Regions from separate parts of the Hordeum vulgare genome. Here region 1 is linked to region 2. A link is a contact called in public Hi-C data. All regions are on one chromosome and are shown on one strand. The core of a region is the stretch at or near the end of the contact, and the rest is flanking DNA. Distances in the headings are between cores, read along the strand shown.

What was found. Hi-C and Micro-C count contacts between places; a contact is called where the count stands out from the background.
Region 1: a Hi-C map of leaf shows a contact between it and region 2, with 3 times the contacts expected there. The contact joins the promoter of LOC123410898 here to the promoter of LOC123413060 in region 2. A contact is called at or near these places in 5 of 6 Hi-C or Micro-C datasets (leaf, seedling and an unstated tissue) and 1 of 1 datasets of contacts at active chromatin or transcription factors (embryo).

What each region holds. Positions count from the first base shown.
Region 1 is chr7H:73,423,457-73,429,123 of MorexV3_pseudomolecules_assembly, reverse strand. LOC123410898 (protein trichome birefringence-like 1) reads right to left here and starts at 3,035. Exons shown (of 5, transcript XM_045103825.1): 1 at 1,260-3,035; 2 at 971-1,163; 3 at 681-874; 4 at 405-563; 5 at 1-333. The coding sequence starts at 2,851.
Region 2 is chr7H:73,287,970-73,293,138 of MorexV3_pseudomolecules_assembly, reverse strand. It overlaps LOC123413060 (alpha-amylase/trypsin inhibitor CMa), which reads left to right and starts at 1,875. Exons shown (of 1, transcript XM_045106007.1): 1 at 1,875-2,556. The coding sequence starts at 1,886. The coding sequence ends at 2,398. TRNAS-GCU (a tRNA gene) reads left to right here and starts at 306; the gene lies at 306-387.

The DNA of each region.
Region 1 (5,667 bases), core at 1,786-4,285, 130 kb before region 2:
AGCATTTGATGCTGACTGATCAAAAGCTGGGCGTAAACCAGCTCGTTCCAGGAATCCGGTACCCCAGGGAGACACCAGTGGCTGCAGTCCTGGTATCTCTCTGGCGACCTCCTCTCCTCCTCGCTCAGGTGTTGCTTGCGGTAGATCGAGGGGTGTGCATCCTTTCTATAGTCAGTCAATCTTGTTATGTTCAAGTAAACAACCGGAGTTCTCATCTTATGGATCACATCCTCCAAAATGCTCATCTTTGGTGGGTAGGTTGAAAGGTATTGCTCATTTCTTATTGGCTCAGTCTCCTTGTCACAGCTGCCGCCTGAATTCCATTGCCCGCCACTGCATATTGAGATGCACAACGATATATTAGTTCGGTCAAGGGCAAGTCAGACCAAAAAGGATATACACACCTGAAATGTGATGCTGAGTAGCCTCTGAACATCACTGTGGTTTTCTTGGGATTTACGTTGGCATCAATCCATCTCGACCAGGTGATAAGAGCTTTATGAAAGGCGTCCACGACATTTAACTCACTATATATGTGACTACCTTCCTGGTAATAGTCCTTCCTGTGGTACATTGAACAGTTCAGTGTTTAGGCATTCGAATGAATAGCAGTAAGTGCTTAGGCAACAACAATGAAGTGTAGATGATTGTCCAACAAGAGACCAGTAAGAACAAGTTACCCTAGGGCAGTTTTTTCATGTGTCCACCAGTGTCCAGTATTGAAAATGATGAATTCCGCGTCCTTGTACTTTGGTGATGATTGCTCGACAATGTCAAGCCTAAGAGTTTCCTTTTTATTTCCATTGCTGACTCGCGTCTCCCACTCTTGAACTAGGAAAGGAGACCGGAAGAACTCCACGCTGCAGTTATAGTCCTAAACAAAAAAAAAACAAAAAAATGTTCTAATTATGGAAAAAGATGCAAAGTATTACAGTAGTGTAGAGCCAGTCCAATTGGAGATCATACATACCGTGAACAGGAAAGAGTATGAGCCCTCGGTCTTAAACTCTCGCCTACCAGAAGCCTCAAAAACCTTCCTCTTGTCCTTGACAGAATTCCTCAGTATACAAACCAGGGATTCCCACATGTTCCTGTTGAGTGAATCGCCAACAAAAACTAGTCTTTTCCCCCTCAACCTCTCCAACATATCAGTTGGATTCAATCTAGTGTAACAAATAACAGAAATGGGCATGTTACACACCAAGCATGAAATAAATTAACTGACATTTGATTGAGCTAGTCTAGTATGCCTTCCTCACCTTGGAATGCTGCATCCACTGGGTTGCCACCGGAGCTTCTCATAAGCTCGGTCTGGGCGACCATTGAGATGGCAGTCGAAGGGTTCATCGATGTGAGGACACGATCCTCCGGGGTAGAGAGGGTACGAGTCGTCCTGAACCCAATTCCCATGGAACAAGTCACAGCCGGCCATCTCCGTTATCCAGTCAACCTTCTTATTTCCACTGGCACCACCGGCTTGTTTAGTTGATGTCACATTCCCCTTGACCAGAACTTCGCTGTGATTCCCAGCTTTTGCAGCGATTGTTTGGGATGAATGATCCTTGAATGAACCTGCACTAACCTGGGGAGTTGCTTCCTTATTATTCACCGCACTACCACTTTCAACAGAAGAAGCTCCACTCGTCTGATTCTGTTTCGTCGCAGTTGGAGATGCTACAAGGGTTTGGTTCTTGGTTGAAGATCCAGCCCCTTTCTCCGTGGCCACCGCAGTCTGATTACTAGTTGATGCCACATACTCACTCGCTTTATCGCTCTGAATTCCGCCATCTTCGGCATTGCTCTTCACTGGACTAGCACTTGGTGCTGATTGATGGGTTGCATCTCCATTTTCACTTCCCGACGAAGCATTAGACTCATTATTCAGATCAGCCTTTGCTACTGTGTCAATTCCGGCGGAGACACTGCTCGCCGCGCCAACTGAATCCTTTCCATCAGCCTTCGCTGTGGTGCTATTTCCAGCAGCAGAGCCACTGCTCGGAGCAGCGCTTGGAGTCACTGCCTGGTTATCAGGCCCAATTTCAGGATCGGCCTTCACCGTGCTGCCATCTCTGGCAGAACTACCGCCGGAGACATCAACTGAATCCTTGGTGTCTGCCTTCACCGCGGTGACATTTCCAGCGGCGCCATTATTTGTCGGAGCTCCGCTTCCCGACTGCTTATTGGATCCATCACTCTCCTCGTCGGCCTTCGCCACGGTTCTTTCTCCGGCAGAACCCCCTGCCTCTGCCTGGCTACTACCTTTATTCCGATCTGCCCCGCTAACCGGCGCACCGCCACTCGTTGCAGGATTATCCATCGGAGAATCGCTCGTGGCGGCGGCCGTGCCACTTCCCGCTGGATTTCCGGCCGACGGTGCACCGGCACCGGCGGCATTGCTGCTCGGCGCACTACCTCCACTCCCCAACTGCTTATCAGACCCAGCCGTACCAGAACTGCCGCTCCCTGCCCCGCTTCCGACTTGCTTACTATCCACATCGCGATTCACCTCGCTCGATCCGCTGGCCGCGCCACCGCCGTCGGGGCGAGACGGCTCGGGCGAGGGGGCGGACGAGTTGGTAGGGAAGATGGAGGAGAAGAAGGTCGAGACCTGCGAGCGGTACGGCGCCGTGGAGGCGTACACACCGTCGAACCAAGAGGCTCCGTCTCCGGCCGCGCCAGCGGGGGCCGCGGGCGAGCAGAGGGCGATGTAGGCCGTCAATGCGGCGAAGGCCACCGCGAAGGCGTACACCACGAGCCTCCCGCGCCTGCGGGAGCGCCCGGCCTGGCTGAGTTGGCCCGCGTCGGCGCACGCCATGGCCGCCAGCCCGCTCTGCTTCCACATGCCCTTCATCCCCAGGGACGCGACGGCAGGGCGGCGGCCGCGGAGCCGGGCCGGAGTTAGGCCGCTGTAGACGCGGGGAAGTGGTCCGAGCGGGGGCGGCGAGGAAGCGACAGTGACAGTGGAGGAGGAGATGGCGAATGGTTTCTGAGGAAGCTTTCGGGGGCGGTGGAAGTTGGGAGGGGAAGAAGGGGCGACCGCGTGTACGCGGGCGGGGTGGCTTTAGGGAATTCGGGCAGGCGGAATTAACGGAATCGTTGCCGGTCCGTTTAGATTTCTCTTTGTTCAGCCGTTTTTAGTGAGGTTGCCTTTTTCTTGGGAGGGTCAAAGCTAGTCAAAAGGAGCTGTATTGGAAAATTATAGGCGGCTGCTATGGATCAACCGTCAATTTTTTTAGGAAATCAGTCGGGTTCTTAATCATTAAATGCGTTCTACAAAGACGTTGGATCTGGTCAACACGAGCAACGGCTGCTCATCGTGATGAAGCTTCATTGCGGCGCGAGTGGAGCTTCATTGCAGTTTGGACGCTGCATCGCAGATCTTGGAGCCGCTGGTAAAGCTCCATTGCAGCCGCCGGTGAAGCTTCATTACAGCTTTGGGCGTTGCATCGCAGCTCTCGATGCCATCGGTGAAGCTGCATTGCAGCTCAGGGGCGCTGCTTCGCAGCTCTTGCCGCCGCCGGTGAAACACCATTGCAGCGTCGCACTGGCGCGGGGGTGCTCCAACGCAACGCCGACAACCGATTGCAGCTCTGGCAATGATTCATTGGAGCGCGACACCGACACCGCGGGCTCCATCTCAACATCTCGTCGGCGTCGTCGGCGGAGCTTCACTGCAACGCCACCCCCGTGCATTGGTGATGTTACAACTCAGCATCGACTGCCCCCTCGTCGTACTCCATCCCAGCACCGTTGCTATGGAATGAAAAAAGAGGAAGAAGATGAGGAGGAGAATGAGTGGAGGAGAGAGCGCTGAAAGGGATAAGGTGAAAAGAAAAGAGGTGGCTGAGGGGGACACGTGAGGAGCCAGCGACCGACTGATTTTTGGGTAAAATCAGTCGGTTGATCCAAAGTGTTTTCCAAAATTATAAGCCTTGGTTTATTGTGTCTTTTCTTGTGTATGTTTATTTATTTATTTTATGTATTGAGGTTATGTATGCTCATTTTATGGACTCTCTTAGCCCGCCAACATTCTTGCCGGGGTTGGCATTCGAGATCATATTCCATGCACTTTTAGTTTTAGGGGATGCCAGATTCTTTAGATGTAATTTTTCTTAGAGAATGCATATTTTTTGAAAGTTGTCATCTTTTGTTGCGAGCGGTAGTTTTGCCAAAAAACACTAAAATGGTTGTGATTTAGGATTATCATTTTCTATAATATGTTGTAGAAGAAAGTAGAGTCGGCATTTAAAACAGCAAAAAACATTAGGGGTGGGGGGAGGGGGGTATGATACATGCGGGATTATGAGTTATGAGAATCCATCGCAATTACAAGCACAACTAAATTATTCAATAGGTTGATTTTAGAACAATTGTTTTAAGTTTGATTTAGAGTTAAAAGGATAGAGTCACCATTAACCAGGAGTACTCCATAATTAGAGACATGTGGTCTTAGTGTGGCCCTTCTTGCGAGCTATGAGGTATGGGAATTGCTTCTCTTGGGGAAAAAAATTGAAAGATCACCTTGGTTAACTCTTGCACCAAAGTTCTTAAAAAATGTTCACAACACTCTCGAGGCACCGGCCACCGTTAGACATTTGATTCAATCACTACCGGAAAGTCTTCAATTGATACTACTTGACTTCAACTGGTTTGATTTGCAAGAATGAACCCAAATCTAGGTATCACTGCTTCCGCAATACCTACCTCCATCACATGGTCCAAAGCCCACGAGAAAGTCATGATACAAAATTCGCATTCGCCTTAAACATTGGTGCATGCTAGTCCTGGTCTAACCCCTTCCTCGCATGGTGGTTCCGACCAGCATTGGCCTCCCCTCTATGATTCTGGATTCAGCGACTATGGGTTGCTCAACTTCGGGCCAGGGAAAAGATCCTTACTAGGCTTGTTGGTGTTGTCAACGACGGTGCTCGCTGGTGGTGTTTCCTTCTTGGAGATGGTGCCAAGGCCTTGAGATGAGCCCCTCTTCGAGTTCATGGGTAACCCTAGGTCTGAGTCCCTCGGACCATATAGTGACGACATCTCGGCATTGCCTTCCTTCCTGAAGGCACCATCTTGCTCGCTCGCGGTGTTTCCGATTTTGGCTCGGGCAATGATGGAATCGTTGGTTTGGCATCGCCACTCTTGGCCCGGATTTGGTAAGTTTAGTTGTGGTGTATCCTTTGCTCGGGCCGAGCATACCATGTCTCTCTGCTCCCAACACCATGTTCACGCATGTCTGCGTTCGTGCCATGTGTTGTACCCCTTTGTACTCATTTCTTCTCCTTCTATCAATGAAATGATACGCAAGCTTTGTGTATTCGTGAAAAAACATCAAACAAGGCATCAACATGAGCTTCACCATATGGATGGTCGATGTTTGGAGGATCTGAGTGATGTTTCTCTTGGAGGAATGGAACTCAATCCATGAACCTATTCGGGATATCGACACTCAAAAGGTCATGGCTCATTGGAGCCGCCCTCCGGAAAGATGGGTTAAAGCGAATGTGGATGGTAGTATGTCCAAAGATCTTCACTTTGGAGTAGGCGGATGAAAGCACAACTTCTTCCTAAGTGTTTTTGGTAATTAATAACAACAAATATTTTATTGTACTAATGATTTAATCGAGTATATTTCAGGAAAAGCTTAATGAATGGGTTGACTAGGAT
Region 2 (5,169 bases), core at 626-3,125:
CTAGCTGTAGCGTCTGAGATTTGCAGAAGTGGCTCTGTGGCTGGCGAGTGACCAGGAGTCAAGCGATGGCCCTCGTGAAGAGACCGTGCAAAGTGGTCAGTTTTTTTTTTTTCAATCGACCGAGGGAAGCCATCGCTTTGCTTCCTCAGCCTGATGTGTAGACGGGAGGTTTTGTCATATCATGTGGAAGCCAAAATGAATTGTAATAGTTCTCGAAAAGCAATTGATAGCCAAAGAAAACACTCCTAAATGACATGATTGCTACGTTATGTTGAGTGGTTTTATGTGCGAATCCTTACAACAACGACGCTTTGGCCGAGTGGTTAAGGCGTGTGCCTGCTAAGTACATGGGCTCTGCCCGCGAGAGTTCGAATCTCTCAGGCGTCGACATTTTTTCTTTTTACCATTTTGCTAAATAATTGTCGCATGATTTATCCGGACGAACCAGTTTATATGTGCGTGATTTTTGTGCCATTTTCACACCTTACAGATACAGTTTTTTAGCTATTTTTGGGGAAGTGGGTACACCAGGCTTATTCTATATTCTCGCACAATATGCATAGAGATGGATCTATTATCCCACAAAGAAAAAAAAATTGGCAGATGGGCATGACTGCGCGACATTTTTATATGTCAAAAGAAGAAGAAAAATGTCAAAGGTCTTAATTTTGTTGCATCATGCTCACTTGCGATGCCAGCTTTCAAACTGGAGTACGATAACTTCTACAACTAAGAATTTTTCTTGAATACAATAAAATCTCTAAGATTGACCTTTTTCGTGGTCATAATTTTAAGAAAACCAAATTTGCAATTATACCAAAGTAACGACAATGTCACCTGTACACCTGCACGAACTTGCTTACCGTGTGAAGCCGTGAACGATGAACGAACTTGGGACGAGGGAGATCCTCCAGAAGCTCCATATATAATACACGCTATATTTAGGAACGGAGTGGGTATTTTTAAAGAGCCCCTTTGAAGCCAATATAAAGGCTCAATTTTTGGGCAATCTGTAAAAGTTGCCCCTAGACTCATTTTTATCGATTTTTGTTTAAACGTTGCCTCATAACTAAGATGAGTGAGTGACTAGTACATACATTTTTTCGCCGAAAAGACTAGTAGTACATAAGTTAGCCCCTCTCTAATTCACACTGTGGATTTTTCACTACAACAACTTTTCCAAACTGTTTGGAAGAAAAATCTTAAGGGGTACAAGACCGCGGAGTTCAATATATTGGGGTACAAGACCTCTTTTTTGAAAATAACATCAAACGAAATGGGCTAGGCCTTTGTGGTGTTACTGGCTCAGACCAAAACGGATACTTGGACCCATTGTTTCAGAAACTGGGTTTTGAGTTATGGACAATCTATGTATGCACATACTCTTGACTTGCAATTAAATTCAAAAATCAGTGCTTTGCGAAGTTATTACTCACACGCATTGTCCGATTATCACATGATTACTCACGCGGCGCAAGAACAAACTCTGTTGTTAGTTTCAACAAGGTTTCACATGATTACTCACGCGGCGCAAGAACAAACTCTGTTGTTAGTTTCAACAAGGTTTGCACGTATAAACTAGCTAAAAGTTTCACTTTAAGCACCCATGGCGGCAACGTGACAACTTGACAAGAGAAGAAAAGGATGCCCACATCAACCATAACAAGCAAAGCTAGGCCCGATCAGCTACGAACATCTCAATGCTTCCACACAAAAGCCAGTTGCATTTCCCTCCAAATTCTGCTCCAACAAACTAATTAAGTGCACTCTAGCTCACCACATTCGTCATATAGCACAACAGATTTAGTTAATAGCTGGCAGCTTCTCCTCTCTCTCTCTCTCTCTCTCTTTTCTCTGGTATATATATATATATATATATATATATATGCAGGCAATGCAAGTGTGGCCGGCATTGCTTACAGCCACAGGCAAGAAACCGGACCAAGCTAGAAAGAATAATATGGCGTCCAAGTCCAGCATCACCCCCCTCCTCTTGGCCGCAGTCCTGGCCTCCGTCTTTGCCGCCGCCGCAGCCACAGGTCAATATTGCTACGCGGGGATGGGTCTTCCGAGCAATCCGCTTGAAGGCTGCCGGGAGTATGTCGCACAACAGACCTGCGGCGTCAGCATCGCCGGGTCGCCGGTATCCACTGAGCCAGGTGACACCCCAAAGGATCGGTGCTGCCAGGAGCTTGACGAGGCTCCGCAGCACTGCCGCTGCGAGGCGGTGCGCTACTTCATAGGGCGGAGGTCTCACCCCGATTGGAGCGTGCTCAAGGACCTTCCCGGATGCCCCAAGGAGCCCCAGAGGGACTTCGCCAAGGTACTCGTTACGCCGGGGCAATGCAACGTTCTGACCGTTCACAACGCCCCATACTGCCTCGGTTTGGACATATAAAGATAGATCCGTCGCTCATGAATGAATAAGCATGCATGCTCCGTCCATGGATGTGTGGCATGCACATATATATATGCATATGTGAGCTCCCGTTGCTCAACATTTGCTTTACTAATTAATAAAGAGGATCATTTTATGGTTCTTAAATTTCAACTCAATATTTTGTTCATATGTCCGGTGGTTTTATGGCCTTTGTTGTTATCTCATTCATTGCTTGTGACCCTCACAAGTGTTCCTCGATCCATATATATATATTCGTGGATTTGTAAGCGCGCGCAAATAGTGCATGTGCTTTGACGTGGCAGGACCAGGACGTGTGAGAAAAACTATGATGTGGCACAGAAAACACACACCAAGTTATTAGCTGATCTATGCAGTATACGAATAATGAAAATACACCAATTTATTAATTACAATACAAAAACACAAATAGTTATACATCTTTTTGGGTGTAATTCTTTACTAAATGAGCCATTGAAGTGTCCATCTTATATTCGTAACACTAGTGGGGACGGGGCCTTTAGCCCCGGCCCGTAAGGGGCTTTAGTCCCGGTTCATCAACCGGGACTAAAGGGGCGGGACTAAAGGCCTAACCTTTAGTCCCGACCCTGTTACAAGCCTGGACTAAAGGTGCTCCACGTGGGCGCCTCGTAGCGCCCCAGGGGCAGGACCTTTAGTCCCGGTTCGTTACACGGACCGGAACTAAAGAGTTTCAGATTTTGCTTATTTTTGGGTTTTTTTTAATGAAATTATTTTTGGGTTTTAGGGTTTTAGGGTTTAGGTGTTCGGGAGATTAACGTGATGCCTCGTTTGGTGTTCGGGAATTAGTTTTCATATAATTTAAATAAAAATAATTATGCATATATATATATATATATATAAGATTAACTTATCTTACAAGCGAGCATATATATACAATTATATGGAGATCTGAATTATCGGGACTAGAGCCTGTCTATTCGATTACATGGACGAACATCAGTAATGGCCCCTAGCTACACTAAATCGTCCTTTGTCATCTATAGCTTCCGTCCTCAGAAATCCCGCAAGCTCCTCTGCAACAGCAATCGCGCGTTGCTCTGGTAGGACCTTCGTCCTCATGGCCGTGTGCTATATAAGAAAAGGAGATGAATATGAATATCAATCATGATAACAAAGAATGACGGGTAAAAATAGAGGTGTGAATGTTCATTGCTTACATCGAATCTGTGATCCTTGTGCTCAGAGGTAAACGTGCGAATGGTCTCGCAAACATAGTATCCGCATAGATGCGTTCCCCGTGGCTGCTGGTCGCACTTTACGAGAATAGAATATATATAATCAAAATAATAATCTAGCATCATAAATGTATTGAAATAGAAGTATATCATACTACTACTTACCTGAGCCGCTCTAAAGGTCAGCTTCTCAGGAAAGTTACCGGGAGTCACGCACTTGAACCGCTTCCAAACCCTGCCCGACAAGGATAATGATTTGCTAAGTTTTTCATTAATTGATATATCAGAAAATCATCGAAAGAGACCGATAGAGCGCAAGAACGATTGAAATTACCCTTGGAGCATGTCCTGCAGGCTTTGGAACTATTCCAAGGGTCTCGATAATGGGTCGAAGGCATCAACACTTCCCTTATCAATTTGAATGTCCAACAGAATCCAATGAAAGCTGCACATGTATATATATATATATATGTGTGTGTGTGTGTGTGTGTCAGTAACTTATCAATTACAATTATAAATGAATGGACACAACAGAGTAAAGACCCTCACCTGAAGTTGTATGGAAACAGTATGTGGTCACAGAAATTTTGATTTATTAGAAACCTTAGAAGGTTTTCCTCCATCTCCTTGGGTTTATCAGTTAGCGTCGCTATATGTATTATTTGGGTCAATAAACCCAATATTTAGGATGTTCTTGCTTTTACAATCCAGAATCTTCATTCTGCATAATAGAGTACAAGTTATATATAGACAATGAATTGAAATAACTAAACAAGTTATATGTAGACAACGAATTGAAAAACTTACAGACAATAGCAACTCATAAGCGATTTGTCGAGGGCGTCGCCATTGTACATCTGGAAGAGTTCATCAAAGTCGATATGGATTTCTTCGGGGCGGCCGTAGTACTCCCATGGGACACTCAGCACGATCATCATTCTCCCATTCTTTGATTCACTTAAGTACCATTGATGCAAGTAACGCATATTTGTTGGGAGATCATCTTTGCTGACCAAAGGCTCTCCCATGACAAATTGTGGCTTAGGGGCTACCACAGCCTTGGGTATCCTGTCGTCTTGGGAAGCCAGCAAATCTTCAACCGAGACACCACATTCAGCCGCCCACTCCTTTGCTATTTCAAAAGCTTTCCCCTACACCGGAGGGGGAACATTCTCGGTTAACACCTTGAGGGGTGGGATCGACTGTTTGGCCTGTTGTCCAAGCTGAGGAACGTCTGATTTTTTTATTGCTTGTAGTTGAACTTGATTTGCAGCCACTTGCACTTGCGTGTGATCTGCTCTTTTTCACTTCCTTCTGCAATGTGCGTGTATAGTCATCAGGCTTATGGTGTAATTCATACTATGATGGAAGGGTCATGAAGTCTTTTGCCCATGCTATTTGCTTCTCGGTGTATTCCGGGCGGGGCTCGGGTTCCTTCTTTTTCATCTGCGCATCATGATGTTCCTTTGCTATCCTGGCGTTTTCCTCGGGGGTACGATCATAAGGTCTGATAGGAAGATTAGCATGAGGTACCTTTGGGAGGGGCGACCGTTT